Regions from separate parts of the Gasterosteus aculeatus genome. Here regions 1 and 3 are each linked to region 2. Evidence: chromatin contacts called from public Hi-C data. All regions are on one chromosome and are shown on one strand. Each heading gives the region's core, a stretch centred on a gene start, on an enhancer-like site or on the middle of the called end of the contact. The rest is flanking DNA. Distances are from core to core; before and after follow the strand shown. Region 1 overlaps LOC120827769 (a long non-coding RNA gene). Region 2 holds the start of LOC120827768 (transcription factor Sox-9). Region 3 has its middle 46 kb from the start of LOC120827768.

Region 1 (4,984 bases), core at 1,998-4,497, 60 kb after region 2:
GTGGTGAAGCATTAGCGCGCTGTTTGCTCTCTTCCATGTACTCTTGGGGACCAGCCTGTTTGAGAGTTTGAACAGTGACGTGTGAAACCCGTGAAAACAGGACATAGCGCCGCTCTGTTTGTCTAAGAACACCCAAAGAATGGACTGCCATTACTAAACAAATCCCCGAGCCTGCATTCCTCCTGTCCATCAAACCCTACCTGTTGAACAAGATCTGACACAGAGCGGAAGAGGCTGTTACAAGAAGTCTTAGGGAAAGGACTTTGCAATTTGTCAGCAATATTAATAACTTTGGATTGTTAGTCAGATTGGCTTTTGAGACATTTTCTATGCTAAATAAGAAACATATCATCAACAAATTAAAGTGTAATGTTTTTTTGTTTGATCTTGGGCTTTTTTCGATGAACCGATTAATAGTTTGACAAACGGGTCAAAACCACGAATATTATTTCATCTGCTATAATGCAAGATAAGGGGAGGAAGAAAATGCAAAAACTTGAAAAGCAAACAATGACTTTTGGCTACGTTTTGAAAAGGATATCTGACCGATTATAGCATCCAATTGCTTTTTGGGCTAAGTCTGACGTAAGCTGCTCTCCACACATAAAGTGGAGAAACGAACAAGCTTCCCCACAAACCGCATTATGCATTTGGAAAAACACAGAAGGCAAAAAACAGTTTGATACCGACTGGCTTCTGTCCAGTATTTCTTATATGAAGGCTTTAATGATATTTTACACTTGTCATTATGTAACATCATCCAATCATTCATCCAATGAAAACAAACTGATGGAAAGGACAGTTAACCTCCATCAATTTGAACGTATGAAAGGGGAGAGAGGCACCACAGGATGCACGCCCTCTCGCCTTCCTGCCATCATCCCGCCATCATCCTGCCATCATGCCATCAGAGGAGCCATTCGGAGAACTGGATGTGATTTGTATGTGTGTTTTTGAAGAGGGGTGCTCATAAACAGCCATGAAAGGGGCCCCTCTATTCAGCCCGCAAGCAAAGATGCGCTTCATTGGGCCGGTCTTTTGTTTTGCGCTGTTCACAAAAAACTTAAGCACAGAAAAAAAAGTGGGGGGGGGGGGGGGGGGTTGAGTCTCTTGATGTGTGCTGGCCCAAATGATGCCATTAGATTGGTGCCCGCTTTGGGTGAAAAAGGCTTCAGTAGCGCTTGAAGTGATTTAAAAGGTGCAGGAGAGAGCAGCTTGCAAATCCTGTTTGGGAATAACACTGGGGGGAGAATGGGGAGGCAAAATGCCAAGCTAGTAATCATTCTGTGCTATGCAAAAACGCTCTCAACTCCATGAGTGCCGTGGGTGTTAAAACAAAAGATGCGGTACATTCCTTTGTCACGTGATGAGGGTCACTGTGCTGCAGTGGTGCGTGGGGTCGGGAGGTTCACCAGAGTTCCCACGATGCCTCACACCATAAGATCTCCGTTAAAAGCCTGCAATAATCTGCATTTAATGGCACGGGGAAGGTTTTTTTTTGTCCCCGCAAACGCCAACGCCCAAACAAGTCATGAGCCATCAGAAAGAAAAAAAAAGAATATAGGCTACCGCATGACAAGGCTGAAGCGCCAAAGAAGGATGGAACAAAAAGTGACACAACAATCAAACAGCACAGCTCATCTAGTGATGCAGTTGCACAAAAATATTTATAACTTTTTTCCAGTCAAGCAACCGGTGATAGTGAGACAATAGTGTGACAGTGTGGCCAGCCGGTAGCATTGTGCAGGCCATGTCATGGTGGTGCCGTTCGAGGACAGCGGCCTGACAGGCATGAGAACCTTCGCAGTGTCAACAAAAGGGACAGCGCCAAACCAAACCACTCTTCGAGAGCGAGAGGGCTCCTGAGCGGGCCAGGTCCGGTTCCACGGCCTTCATTTACATTATTTACATTTCCTCCCTGACAATTCAGCTCATCAGGAAGCTTTCTTTTCTTTTTCTTTTTTAGCAGCCAACAACGCATAATGCCATGTTCTTCAATTCCTTTGAAGTTTTATTTGTTTAAACAGTTTGGACTATTTTGTTGTTTTGGTTGTTCACTAACTTTATAATTGCAATATTTAAAAGTAATAAGCAAGAAGGTAAAAGTAATGAGTGGTTGTCTCATTACTGGTTTTATGACTATTAACATGTAATTAGTCTTGTCATTACTTGACGGTTACCGCATTCCACTGTGCATGAACATCATGTCGATAGAAAAAAATGTGGTAGGAAAAGTGCGCGTAAAAACATCAATTATGGTCCCTTTCATTCCCCGGCTGCAAAATGTCAAGATGGCGACAACTATGATCCAAGGTGGCAGAGGTGACAGCGTTTCCAGAAACCGATGAGTGATGTCACGACCAACTCTATACTCGATTGTTTCAATTCAGCACCACAGTTGTTTGATTTGAGAAGCTAATCTTATCACTGTCCCCAGACATGTGTGCATCTGTCTGTCCACGGTTACTCTTGCACACTACCGGACCCAGGCTGATGGGTCGCGGTCCTTTTACCCCAATTTTTGAACAGACCTGACTGACTGTTTGAGACCATCATTACTGCTGACTCATCATTACTGCTGACTCGAGATGAACGATTGCATCAGTTTGGAATCTTGTTTCCGCCATAATACGTTATGCCCCAAAAGTTCGAACATCTTTCTCTCCAGCTGCTGGGCAAAAGTGAAGTGTGCTGCAGACTAGGTAGAACTATAGTGTGGAACCTATAGGCCATGACGTAAGCGGTAAGGCTTCACCAGGATGCTTGCTACTGCTCCTGTGGGCTCCTGCCGATAAGATTGAGGAGCAGGTCATTAGGAGACGCTCAGCCAAGTGCTAACAAGGCTGCCTCTGTCTCTGCTATCAGGCCACATGTGGGCTACAGCCGGACTAAGGTAATCAGGGCTACCAGCTCTTCTTGCAGGAAACCATAAACCACCATCTTCACCCTATTACGCTTTCTATACTGAACATAAAGGATAGAAACTTGTGCATGAAGACATTTTGTGATTTTTATTGGTAGGAAACAAGTCAATTCCAATAGTAGCTGGGCACTTTTGCAAGGATTCACCTTGTGCTTTGTGTCAAGTAAACATTTCCCGCTTGTCCTCTCTTAAGGGACCCTCCTTGCACAAGCATCGCCAGAGACTTTCTGTCGAACCGGTCGGTGGAGAAATCACTGTTCCTTGTGCTGTCTGTTGTCGTGGATACACCCAGGTGTTGCTCAGGAGTCAGAGCAGAAGAATCAGCAAGCCGGGGTGCGCGCTAATCCTCCGCCATACCAAAGTGTGTCAATAATCAGGAATGCACTGCATAAACTAAGCTATTGTTCCTCTGCCAAGAAAGAAATCACAAAAGTAAGTGCTGACACTGACTTCTGGGCCCGTCTTCTCCGGGACTGCAAAAGAAACGCGCTGAAGAGAAATAAACATGATTCAAAGATAGAGCAAGGAAGTTTTAAAACCTCTGCGGACAGCTTAATACGATCTAAATCATGAACCTTTCATCTACAGTGCGTGGGGAGATGCATAGTGTCGTCCTGTCGGGGATTGACTAAAGCTTCTTTTTTTTTCATATACAGTTGGACCCTGAAGTCGGAGCTCCTAAGAAGACCGGCTGCTGTTAACAGTTGGAAGGCTTTGAATCAACACTAAGTCCTCAGACAGCGGGACATGTCCTCTTCCTTTCTTTGAACTCAGCCCCATTAGAGATCAATTCTGAACACGAAATGTAATAGAAAAATAATCTCACAAGGATTTCTACAGACACCCACTACAATAGCGTCTGATCTTTGAAGGACAAAGAACTCGCTGATACCTGCAGTTAATCAGCTATGGAGTTTGTTTTTTAATTAATATGCCCCAGAGAATGGAATGTGCCAAGTTGCCTTGTTCGGAGTGACAGGGGACACTAAAAGTGATGTGTCTCCTATGTCTTTGCTCTAATGCAGCTCACGTTTTTGCTTGGTTGAATGCATGCAGACATGTTAAGGAACCACCTTGACATAAAGCACCAGCAGCAACAACGGTCTTAAAACCACAGCTTATTCTTCCAGTCCACCATGTGTAAGAAAAGACAATAGCTTGCCTGTCATCTCCGCTCTGCACACGTCTGTGTATTTCAATGTTCGCGATATGACGGCACAGAGAAGCGGTGCGGCTGCGGCTAGAGTGGTAAGACCAACGTGGAACGTCCCGGCACAGAAAAAGGTCCTCCTGAGAGCTTTACTGTGCGGGGCGGCTAGCCGCAGCAAGTTGTGATGGAAGGTCTCAGTGCAAGCCCCAACAATGAGCATCTTTGTGGTGCGACACTATTATCTTCTTTCCACATTACTGTAAATGTGGGTTGAAGAGCCCATTTAATAAGCACCAGGTATGTGCTTGTCATAAAATGAGAAACTAATCTCAACATCCGCAGCGCTGAGCTCGGGGGCCTCGGTTGTCAAAGAGCATCTGCAAAGCTGCTCCTGCAGAAAAGCCTTTTTGTAGCAGAAAATAAAGTAAAAAATATAGCATCAAAAACCCCTTTGGGATATTAAACTGGGATCTATGGGGAATAATCTAAATTTAACAGAATTTGCTGTAATTATAAACTGTTTGGGTTGGCGTTTACAGGTGAAACAGGTTTTGAAAGCAGAGGTTGTTTAAATAGACGTACACGTTACTTATCCATTGTGCAGCATTTTGGTAGCCCTTCCTGTAGTACAAACAATTCAACCATAGATGTGTCACTGTGGACAAACATTTTATTTTCAATAAAGCTGGTGTGTGAATCCAACATTTCACACCACAACAAAGAGAAGAAAGGCGCACTAATTCAGGAAGTTTTAAGAAGATGTAATGTTTCTTATCTGTGCAGATAATACATTATAGAGACTGGTTGAATCATCCAATTGATTGAATCATACTTGGTGCAAATGTAACTGGAAGAGGTATCCTGCCAACACGTGGAAGACAATCAAACAGGCAAAAGCACTTGACCCGCTC
Region 2 (4,530 bases), core at 272-2,771:
ATTTTATGTTCTTATCAGCCCCATTCAATGTGGTTGATATTATATTCTTAAATGATTACAGATATACTTCATTAATAAAAGTTCTTTACTTTGGACTCCTTGATTATTAAACCAACTTTGTGATAAAAATAGAAAACTTTCAGTTTTCATGACTGAATGTCGACACATAACAAGCAGCAGTCGGATTTGGTTTATAAAATGGTAAGCATGGATTATAGGGACTGAACTCTCTCAACAAAGTGTCCTTTGTGCAGCAAAAACAAGTGTTGGAACAAATCCAGCAAAGTAGATTTCAGTGTTGAGACATGTTTGTTTTGATCCGGTTCTCCACAGACATTTTTAAATGTTTGCGTCGACCGAGGAAAACCTTAAATCAACTAAGTAGCCTAACATATTACTTTACTTACTTTCACAAACTTATCATTCTTATGATTATTATTAATTTAATCATCATTGTTAATACTGCTATTATTTATATTTGTCCTCTAGATTCACATTGTCAAAAGATAGAATAGAAATAGTTGCAAATCACCAATCACTGAATCAGCAGCAATCTAAATCATCAATCAAAATAGTAATCTTCAGCTTTTCTAAACTTCAACAGTAAACGTCAAAAATGGGGGATACCGCATGTCACTTGTTGTTTATTTGAAATAAGAATCGTTTTTAAAGCCACATGTCACTAATAACCCATCTACCGGAATAACAATATGTTTGTATCACCCGGTAGTGTCTGAATGGTTGGCGCGCTGCACAGTTGCTGGACTGCTGTCGCCCCCTGTTGGTCCGATTGGTCACTGCATCGAGCCGAGAGGCGACGGGGATGCGGCTCACGGGATTGTCTCCGTGCACAAAGCTACCCGCGTTATTCCAAAAGAAGAGTAGAAGAAAATACCATCAAAAAACGTCCCCAGTTTCCAAATGAGAACTACTCGAATGTAGAAAGGAGAAACAGGTTTCCAATTGATCGTGGCGACTTTACCTGAAACCCCAACTTTGAGATTCAGAGTCAGATTCTTTGACTTTTTGTCGGCAAAGCAAGTGACTTGTCAATCGGGGGACAGGTTTTTTCCCAATATGCAAATTAGCCTGTAGTTCCTGCTTGAAATAAATAAAAGAAAGAAGAATAAAGTACAAGTACATATACCAATAGATGCCTCTAACAATAAAGTGAGTAAAATGCTTTCGCCTCTAGTATCAAAGTAAATTCAGAGGGTCTTTTTTCTTTTTTTTCATCTTGATTTCACTGCAATATTAAAATCCCAAACATTATTGTAACATTTCGAGGTTGTGACTTTTTACTAAGTATAGCCTTACTTTTTGTCAGAGAGTGTGAGATAAGTTTAAACTTTTCATCAAAGCTAAAATGTCAATGAAACCTGGGTTTATAAGGGGAAAACACCTCTTCTCTACTGTGACTGTGGTTTCGTTGTTGTTGACTGCATCAATCCCTCAGAGCAGAGTCATATTACGTCTCCGCCTACCACAAGTTTTCCCCCAATCAGTTCGCGGCCGTCAAACATAAATCCGGGCTTCGCCTCCTGCGTCTCTAGACTCTTCAGCGACGCTCCAGGAGCAGACATCTCAGCCACATTTCTCCTTAAGTCACAGTTGCAACGCTGAGCATTAGAAAGAGAAACAGATTTCCCTTCTTCGCTTGTGAAAGTCGACGGATCGTCAAAAACTTTTATTTTTGACATTTTTTTTGTGTGTGTGTGTGTTTTTTTTAAAAAAAGGATTCAAGTTTGCCCGTCAAGCCGTGCGCCCTGATAGGCTGTCACTGCAGTCTTTGGGCACAGCACTCGGATTTAGAAATAAGGATTTTCTCCTTTTTTGTTGTTGTTTTCACTGCGAGAAGTTTTTCTTTCAATTTTTTCGCATGAATCTCCTCGACCCTTACCTGAAGATGACAGAAGAACAGGAGAAGTGTCACTCTGACGCTCCCAGTCCCAGCATGTCCGAGGACTCCGCAGGCTCACCGTGCTCCGTGTCCGGTTCGGACACTGAGAACACCCGGCCGTCCGACAACCACCTCCTCCTGGGTGCAGACTACAAGAAAGAGGGCGAAGAAGAAAAGTTCCCCGTGTGCATCAGAGATGCGGTGTCCCAGGTGTTGAAGGGCTACGACTGGACTCTGGTGCCCATGCCGGTGCGCGTCAACGGCTCGAGTAAAAGCAAACCTCACGTCAAGAGACCCATGAATGCGTTCATGGTCTGGGCTCAAGCCGCAAGGAGGAAGCTGGCCGATCAATACCCGCATTTGCACAATGCCGAACTCAGCAAAACCCTGGGAAAACTTTGGAGGTAGGTTTGCTTTGCATTCGCAATAACTCGTGCGTATTTACGCGCCGCCGTGTGCGGGAACAACTATTTCTCCGATGCGATGCGCCACTTCGTGTACAGCTGCTTCAATCTGCCTTGTAATTTGACTACAGCTTTTAAAATTACATTACTAATTATTGCGGTTTTATCTATATATAACTGCTTGTTTTACTATCCAGCTGGTCTGGGCTTAGAATGCGCAAACTTTTTTTGTGGCTGCTTTTCTCGAACATTAAAATAATCAATGTATGTCGTGCTTGCTGCCAATTGAACGCGTTTTAATGTGAATGTACAATTATCCGTGATATTTTCAGATTGCTCAACGAAGCAGAGAAGCGCCCGTTTGTGGAAGAAGCTGAGCGTTTGAGAGTCCAGCACAAGAAGGACCACCCCGACTACAAATATCAGCCCAGGCGGAGAAAGTCCGTGAAAAACGGGCAAAACGACCCCGAGGACGGCGAGCAAACCCACATCTCTCCAAATGCGATCTTCAAGGCTCTGCAGCAGGTCGATTCTCCAGCTTCAAGTTCGGGCGAGGTGCATTCTCCAGGAGAGCATTCAGGTGAGAATATAATGCGGGAAATAAAGAGCACATTTTGCTGGTACAGTAAGCACGTGCTGGTATAAATCAAATATTCAGAAGCTGTTAGGGCCTTGAACAGGCACCTGTTAATGATTAGTGCTTAATGATTAGTGTTTTACAAGCCATCGTGCTGGTATCTGTCGGTACAGTGTCAACAAAACCTCCTCCTGAAACCATTTGCAAATACACTGGCATTTCGATTCACCACGCGGGTACATTTTATTTCAAGGCTAACTCTTGTCTTTCCTCCAACCAGGTCCGTCCCAGGGCCCTCCAACACCCCCTACCACCCCCAAGACAGACCTGCCCTCCAGCAAGGCTGACCTGAAGCGAGAGGGTCGCCCCATGCAGGAGGGCACCAGCCGCCAGCTCAACATCGACTTTGGAGCTGTGGACATCGGCGAGCTGAGCAGCGAGGTCATCTCCAACATGGGCAGCTTCGACGTCGATGAGTTCGATCAGTACCTGCCACCTCACAGCCACATTGGAGTGACGGGAGCAGCTCAGGGCGGCTACGCCAGCGGCTATGGCATCGGCGGCTCCTCAGTCGGCCACGCGGCCAATGTCGGGGCCCACGCCTGGATGTCCAAGCAGCAGCAGCAGCAGCAGCACTCTTTGACCACCCTGGGCGGAGGAGGAGAGCAAGGCCAGCAGGGTCAACAGAGAACCACCCAGATCAAGACGGAGCAGCTGAGTCCCAGCCACTACAGCGAGCAGCAGGGCTCCCCGCAGCACGTCACCTATGGGTCCTTCAACCTGCAGCACTACAGCGCCTCCTCCTACCCCTCGATCACGAGAGCACAGTATGACTATTCAGATCACCAAGGCGGCGCCAACTCCTACTACAGCCAGAGCCAGGGCTCCGGCCTGTATTCCACCTTCGGCTACATGAGCCCCAGCCAGAGGCCGATGTACACCCCGATCGCCGACACCACCGGGGTGCCCTCCGTGCCGCAGACCCAGAGTCCGCAGCACTGGGAGCAGCAGCCCATCTACACACAGCTCTCCAGGCCTTGAGAGAGGTGGCCCTCAGCGTTGACTGCACACAACACCCTTCGCATTCCATAGACCTTTTTTTTTTCTTCTTCTCCGCACCGTGGCCTTTGTGTGCCACCATGACACACACCTGACACCGGCACCATCAAAAAAACATGACATGGACTTTTTTTATAGTACTGAAAATATATCTTTGGATTGGCTCACAACAGTGCCTTTTGTATCGGTTGGAATTGTGATTATATTTTTTTAGATATAATGTTTTTAAAAAAAAAAGTTAAATCCTCTGTGAGGACATACTGGTTATAAATATTTTAGTATGTACTGTGTATGTGTTTTGCTCTTGTCATCATCGCCATCATCATCATCATATCCAGTGTCATCATTTCCATTTGAGGGTTTAATTCATCTAAAGTTGCGGGAATACCGGGTAAAAATACCCTCAGTGGCCTTATTTCTCTATTTCTTATACACAAATAAGAGCCATCAGTTTACTGACACTGCCTACTTATAATGCCTACATTCTGCTTTGGATTTTCCGAACTGTACATATGTTATGTAATTCCCATGAGATACAAGAATTGAGCAACGCAGGTTCGAAATGGATTTGAATTTTTGGCCATAATATG
Region 3 (4,864 bases), core at 917-3,416, 47 kb before region 2:
GACTCAAGAAATACTGAAAAAACATGTAACTGAATCAAATGTCAGCTCTTTGTGACTTATAGTGAAATAGGAGAACTATATTTTATCACTGTCCTGGTTTAAATAAATACAAAATAAAATGCACTTTACATGTTGACTTAATGCCAGTGATGTCACCCCATTGGCTTTGCAGTGTTTACAAATGTTTCCCCCTCAGGAATACTAAGGTCAAAGGGCAAAGCCTCCAGTGTGTTCAATAGCTTATACTGACTGAAGCCAGCATAAATCCTCATCCTCAAACATAAAAATCATTTGAGTTGATTTTGGGATATTGTTCTTCAATTTTTATATATGTAGATATTGTTTTTAATTTTTTGTTCTCTGCTCACCCAGATCTGCAAGCACCCCCCCCCTCCCTCCCCCCTCCCTCCCCTCTCCCCCCTTCATCACTCCAACACACACACACACACACACACACACACACACACACACACACACACACACACACACACACTGTAAGTTTAACTGCGCTCGGGACACTAAATCAAACTCCTCGGAGGAAACCATTTATAAAGGCCCGACATCTGGCTTCCTATTTCTGATTGCTGATTACACCTCAGAGTTTCTGAATACAGCGTTTGCTTGTCACCTCAGGACCAGAAAAGGACAAGATTAAGAAACCACCAAGCTGTAAATTAAGCAAATACATTATCTATGGCCCCAAATTTGATCCGCTGATCACGTCTCCTCTTTGCAGCCGCCGAAGGGAGGCCTCCAACCTGGACATGATGAAAGAGAAGAGCAAGCTCATAATGACTTTAACAGTATGCTGAATCCCTGCCTGGTCTTATATTAAATCACTGCTTATATTTATTACAGCAGTCTAAGATTGGTATGACAACTCAGACAAATTTTGCAAACCAATGCTTAAAATAAACATCTATTATACCTCAAAATCAGTCTACATTAGTGCATCATTGTGTGCACGAATGGCCACATTAACATCGTTACATTTGCTCATTTCGCAGAGGATTGCATTTAACACATCATGGAGGAAATTTGCTTCTTTTAATATGGTGGCCTTCTAAGCGTGACATGCAGAGAACAAAAAAGGAGAATCAGGATGTGCAAGTTAAGTGTACCGATAGCAGCATACATCAGATTAATATGATTTTTATAGCGACATCTCCTCCTCTAACAAAATTAAAGTTGAATCCACATGTGAGCATAGCGGAGACAAGACAAAGTATTGTGAAAAAACTGCAGTAAAAGTATTTTATCGGGTAATTTCCAATTTTTATCATATTCAGATAATGTGCTACTTTTCTGTCCATCAATGAAAAGAAACTGATACCCATCCATCCAACTGCTTATCCTGCACACAGGGTCGCGGGGGGGCTGGAGTCCATCCCAGCCAACTTCGGGCGAGAGACAGGGTACACGCTGGATTGGTCGCCAGCCAATCGCAGGGCCAACACAGAGACACACAACCATTCACACTCACATCCACACACCTACAGGCACCAATCAACCTGATCCCCAGAGCATGTCTTTGGACTGTGGGAGAACACGCAGACTCTACAGCCATACATTGTATCATTAAATAAGTTATAGTATATAATGAGGAAGGGAGAAAACAATTGAATAATTTTTTTTGTTTCCTATTTTTTCTCTAGAATCCCAAATTTAGCCTGGAAAGCTTTACAATTTATATTTCTAAAAGTGATATCATATAAAGTTGTTCATTAGTTAACCAGCAGCAAACAAATAAAGAAAAGAAACAGTTGTATTTACCATAAAATGATTACTACTGTAAGTAGTTGCACAATACTAACATGCACCTTCTTAAATTTCCAGCTACAGAGCAATTCATTCAATAATTTGATACAACATTGCTAAACTTTGAAGAGTATGCACTACTTTATTATTCCGTCCAAGTTTTTTCTCACTCACCTTTGACATGGCTTTAAGTCCCATCCACGCCCGACTCTGAACATGACGTAAGAAATAGGTAAAAGGCCTCTTTCATCAGTAATTGATAGGTGCTTGTTTTGGGTCAGTGGCATTGTGTCACTCTTGCCACTATGCGTTAGGAACATATCAGAGCTGGAGTGGTGTGAGAAGGTGGGGAGATGGTGGAAACAAGTGTGTCATGACCAGAGACTGGCACGTACGCCGCGCTTGTCAGGATGACTAATAGCCCGGGGCAACAGGTCTCGCTGTGGGGTGTTAACAATCAGCCGCGCTTCAGCCTGACAGCCGGCTACATGACACGAGCACAAGTTGGTCACCTGCACTTTGTATCTTAAAAGGACCTTTGTCTTAACCAGCTTTCCCCGACTCTGTTACCAGCTGTTAGAAAAATGCTTTGATTACCCGACATTTTTTTAACGTTATATCACAACATATGAAAAGAGAGACATTTGTTTTGACGCTCGGATCGAAAGACGCGGATCGTTTGGTGTGAAACTGAGAATCTTTATTTGACAAGTCAGCTCGAACAACAGTTCATCAATTCAGAGTGACATTTACAGCCCCGCTGACCCCAAAGGGAGGGGGGGAGGGGGAGAAAAGGCCGCTCAACACACTGTGCAACACTATCCCTTTTGCATTTAAAACTTAATTCAATGAAGTAATGGTGATACAGTAGCCACCTCAGTCGGGGCATTACATGGTTATGTATTATGTTAAGCCTCGTAATGTATCGTAAAAGCTTTTTGGCCATTACACCGAGGGTTGTGTGATATATTGTATTGTATAGTTTGATAATGAAGCAATATATTAAATGCCAGAGAACGAAAAAAAAGTCTTGCGCTGTAATTACCTTGTAATACTAGACTGGGTGAAACATTGCGTTAACCGTAGACGGCCACCGGTTGGACCACTTTGTCAGACGCCTCTGTGAAAACTAAGACGCTGCTAGCCGGCTTCAGGTGGAATTCCCTTTCGATGAATACTTCACTTCCTAGAACTTGTTCTGTCAACATGTTCACGTTAAAGGACATCTCGACAAAAAAACAGTACCTGTATCACCTGTTGTCTGTCGCAGACTCCTAAAAATAAACCTTGCGAAAGAAACTCATTTTGGCACTGATTTACCTTGTTTCCTTCTTTGATACTGTGGCCACGTATGATATTTATACCAGAAAAAACAGATAGACATGAATTTTTCTTCATTGTATATCTGCAGCTTGAAACAAAACTGACACTAAGAAAAAAGCAAAGACACAGTTAAAGATGTTTACGATATGGAGGGTGTTGCTTAATGTCCTTAAGCAGAACTGGGGAAACCTGTTTTCTTTCAGACTTAGCAGACATGCCGCCATTAACAGTACGTTTCATACGGATCGTCATGTGCATCCAACACCCTACATGTTAACTTAAATACTTGTGCAGGTCTGCAAAAAACAAAAACCATGGAAACATGATCTCGAGAGCAGTGTCTTTCTAAAATAAAGACAGCTCCAATTCACTGTCGGAGACAACTGGCTACTGGTTTGCATGTTGCCAACCCTGTTGACTGCTCTTCTAATTATGGCTATTTGCTTATCAGTTTAACGGTTATGCTTAAGTTTGTTACGGTCTTAACAGCCAATTAGTCCTCAGCGAAGGTGGCGGACTTTATCTTGCACTGGAAGCAAAGCATTTTTCAGCGGCATTTTATTTTCCAGGTGTGTTAAGCCGTTTTAATAAGGTGTGGGCAGAGAGCCTCGTGCGCCCAGTAAACAGTTACGTAGAATGTGTCAGGACAATAAAAAAGGACCACCAGAAGTTAGTTGTGTGAATTAATTGAACTCTTTTCAAAAGAAAATCACTTTTGTGAATACTAGTCATTTAAATGTAAATGTGTGACGTGTTATACCATAAAAATAATGACAGCTTCAGTGTGTTTGACGTGTTTTCCTGTTTTCAGGCTCTTAATTTCATCTATCTACAATTCAGTTTAATTTGGAATTTTATTGGACTAAAATCAAACTTTTTATGTCTTGCTACTTCACATCCATTCCCATCATGTGCCAAACCCCCCAAAATCATGCATAACAGCTTTAATCCTATAAATAAATAGAACACACCATCTGCCTACCTCCTCTACACCCAAATATGCACAATAGATTTGCGGATAATAGTGCGCATGCATTTGTTTATAGCTGTATTTTCATGGTTGTACATTTCTGAATTGTGCTTTTAACACTCAGTCACACAGGGTGAGTTGAGCTCGACTAAAATCTGGCACGAAGCCTTGCAATGTTCAAATCTACATAATATGTGTATTATATTTCTCTTGAGGCAGTTGTTTTTGTGAGTCATGCAGTAACTCCTCAAGTCCAGAGATGTGACCGCCCTGGGTCTTGGCAAAGTCCTGCAAAGTCTGGGAAAAAACCCCTCTGTGCACTTGTGATGAAGTGTCTTTATTTAAGCCCGTGAACTCAAACGAGCAATCAGCGCCAAAACCAAGGCTCCAAACTTCCTCAAAATCCTGCTGCTGGAAGCGGGCAAGGGTGTTACTGGATGGACTATCATCATTTCTCTCCTGTCAACTGGTACTTTACATTACGCTTTAGTTGCTAGATTCACTCGATTTGCCAACTTTGCAATTTAAACAGAATACATTCAAGTTTTTTCCGTCATGGTATCTTTCCAAGGGAAAGCCATACTAAGAGATTTGACTAATTATACAAAATGTTATTACACTATTGTAGCATATTGATGTGTGTTGTGATTGTGATTGTGTTTTATGCCAGTATGTAGTGTTCTTCTGGGACATTCCGTTCCGTTGCCTCAATCCACACGTCTGCAATGGTCTCATTACATCGTTCGGATGTGCCATTAAGGCTGCAGCTCTGTGTGTGTTAGAAAATGCCGGTATAGAAAATAGCGCATATTT

What was found. A called contact is a pair of places that touch in the nucleus more often than the background predicts.
Region 1: a Hi-C map of tail fin shows a contact between it and region 2, with 4 times the contacts expected there. The contact joins the enhancer-like site here to the promoter of LOC120827768 in region 2. A contact is called at or near these places in 2 of 6 Hi-C or Micro-C datasets (liver and tail fin).
Region 3: a contact with region 2 is called in a Hi-C map of whole body, with 4 times the contacts expected there. The contact joins the enhancer-like site here to the promoter of LOC120827768 in region 2. A contact is called at or near these places in 5 of 6 Hi-C or Micro-C datasets (liver, skeletal muscle, tail fin and 1 more).

What each region holds. Positions count from the first base shown.
Region 1 is chr11:11,034,609-11,039,592 of fGasAcu3.hap1.1, forward strand. All of the region lies in intron 1 of LOC120827769 (a long non-coding RNA gene), which reads right to left. Among protein-coding and RNA genes, the nearest start is that of LOC120827769, 23 kb to the right of the region's middle. Within about 2 kb of position 3,248, at least 3 of the 9 cell types and tissues checked have open chromatin away from gene starts, as enhancers often do.
Region 2 is chr11:10,975,980-10,980,509 of fGasAcu3.hap1.1, forward strand. It overlaps LOC120827768 (transcription factor Sox-9), which reads left to right and starts at 1,522. Exons shown (of 3, transcript XM_040190876.2): 1 at 1,522-2,304; 2 at 2,637-2,884; 3 at 3,162-4,530. The coding sequence starts at 1,880. The coding sequence ends at 3,922. The region is part of intron 1 of LOC144384527 (a long non-coding RNA gene); the gene reads right to left.
Region 3 is chr11:10,928,670-10,933,533 of fGasAcu3.hap1.1, forward strand. No RefSeq gene overlaps it. Among protein-coding and RNA genes, the nearest start is that of LOC120827768, 46 kb to the right of the region's middle. Within about 2 kb of position 2,167, at least 3 of the 9 cell types and tissues checked have open chromatin away from gene starts, as enhancers often do.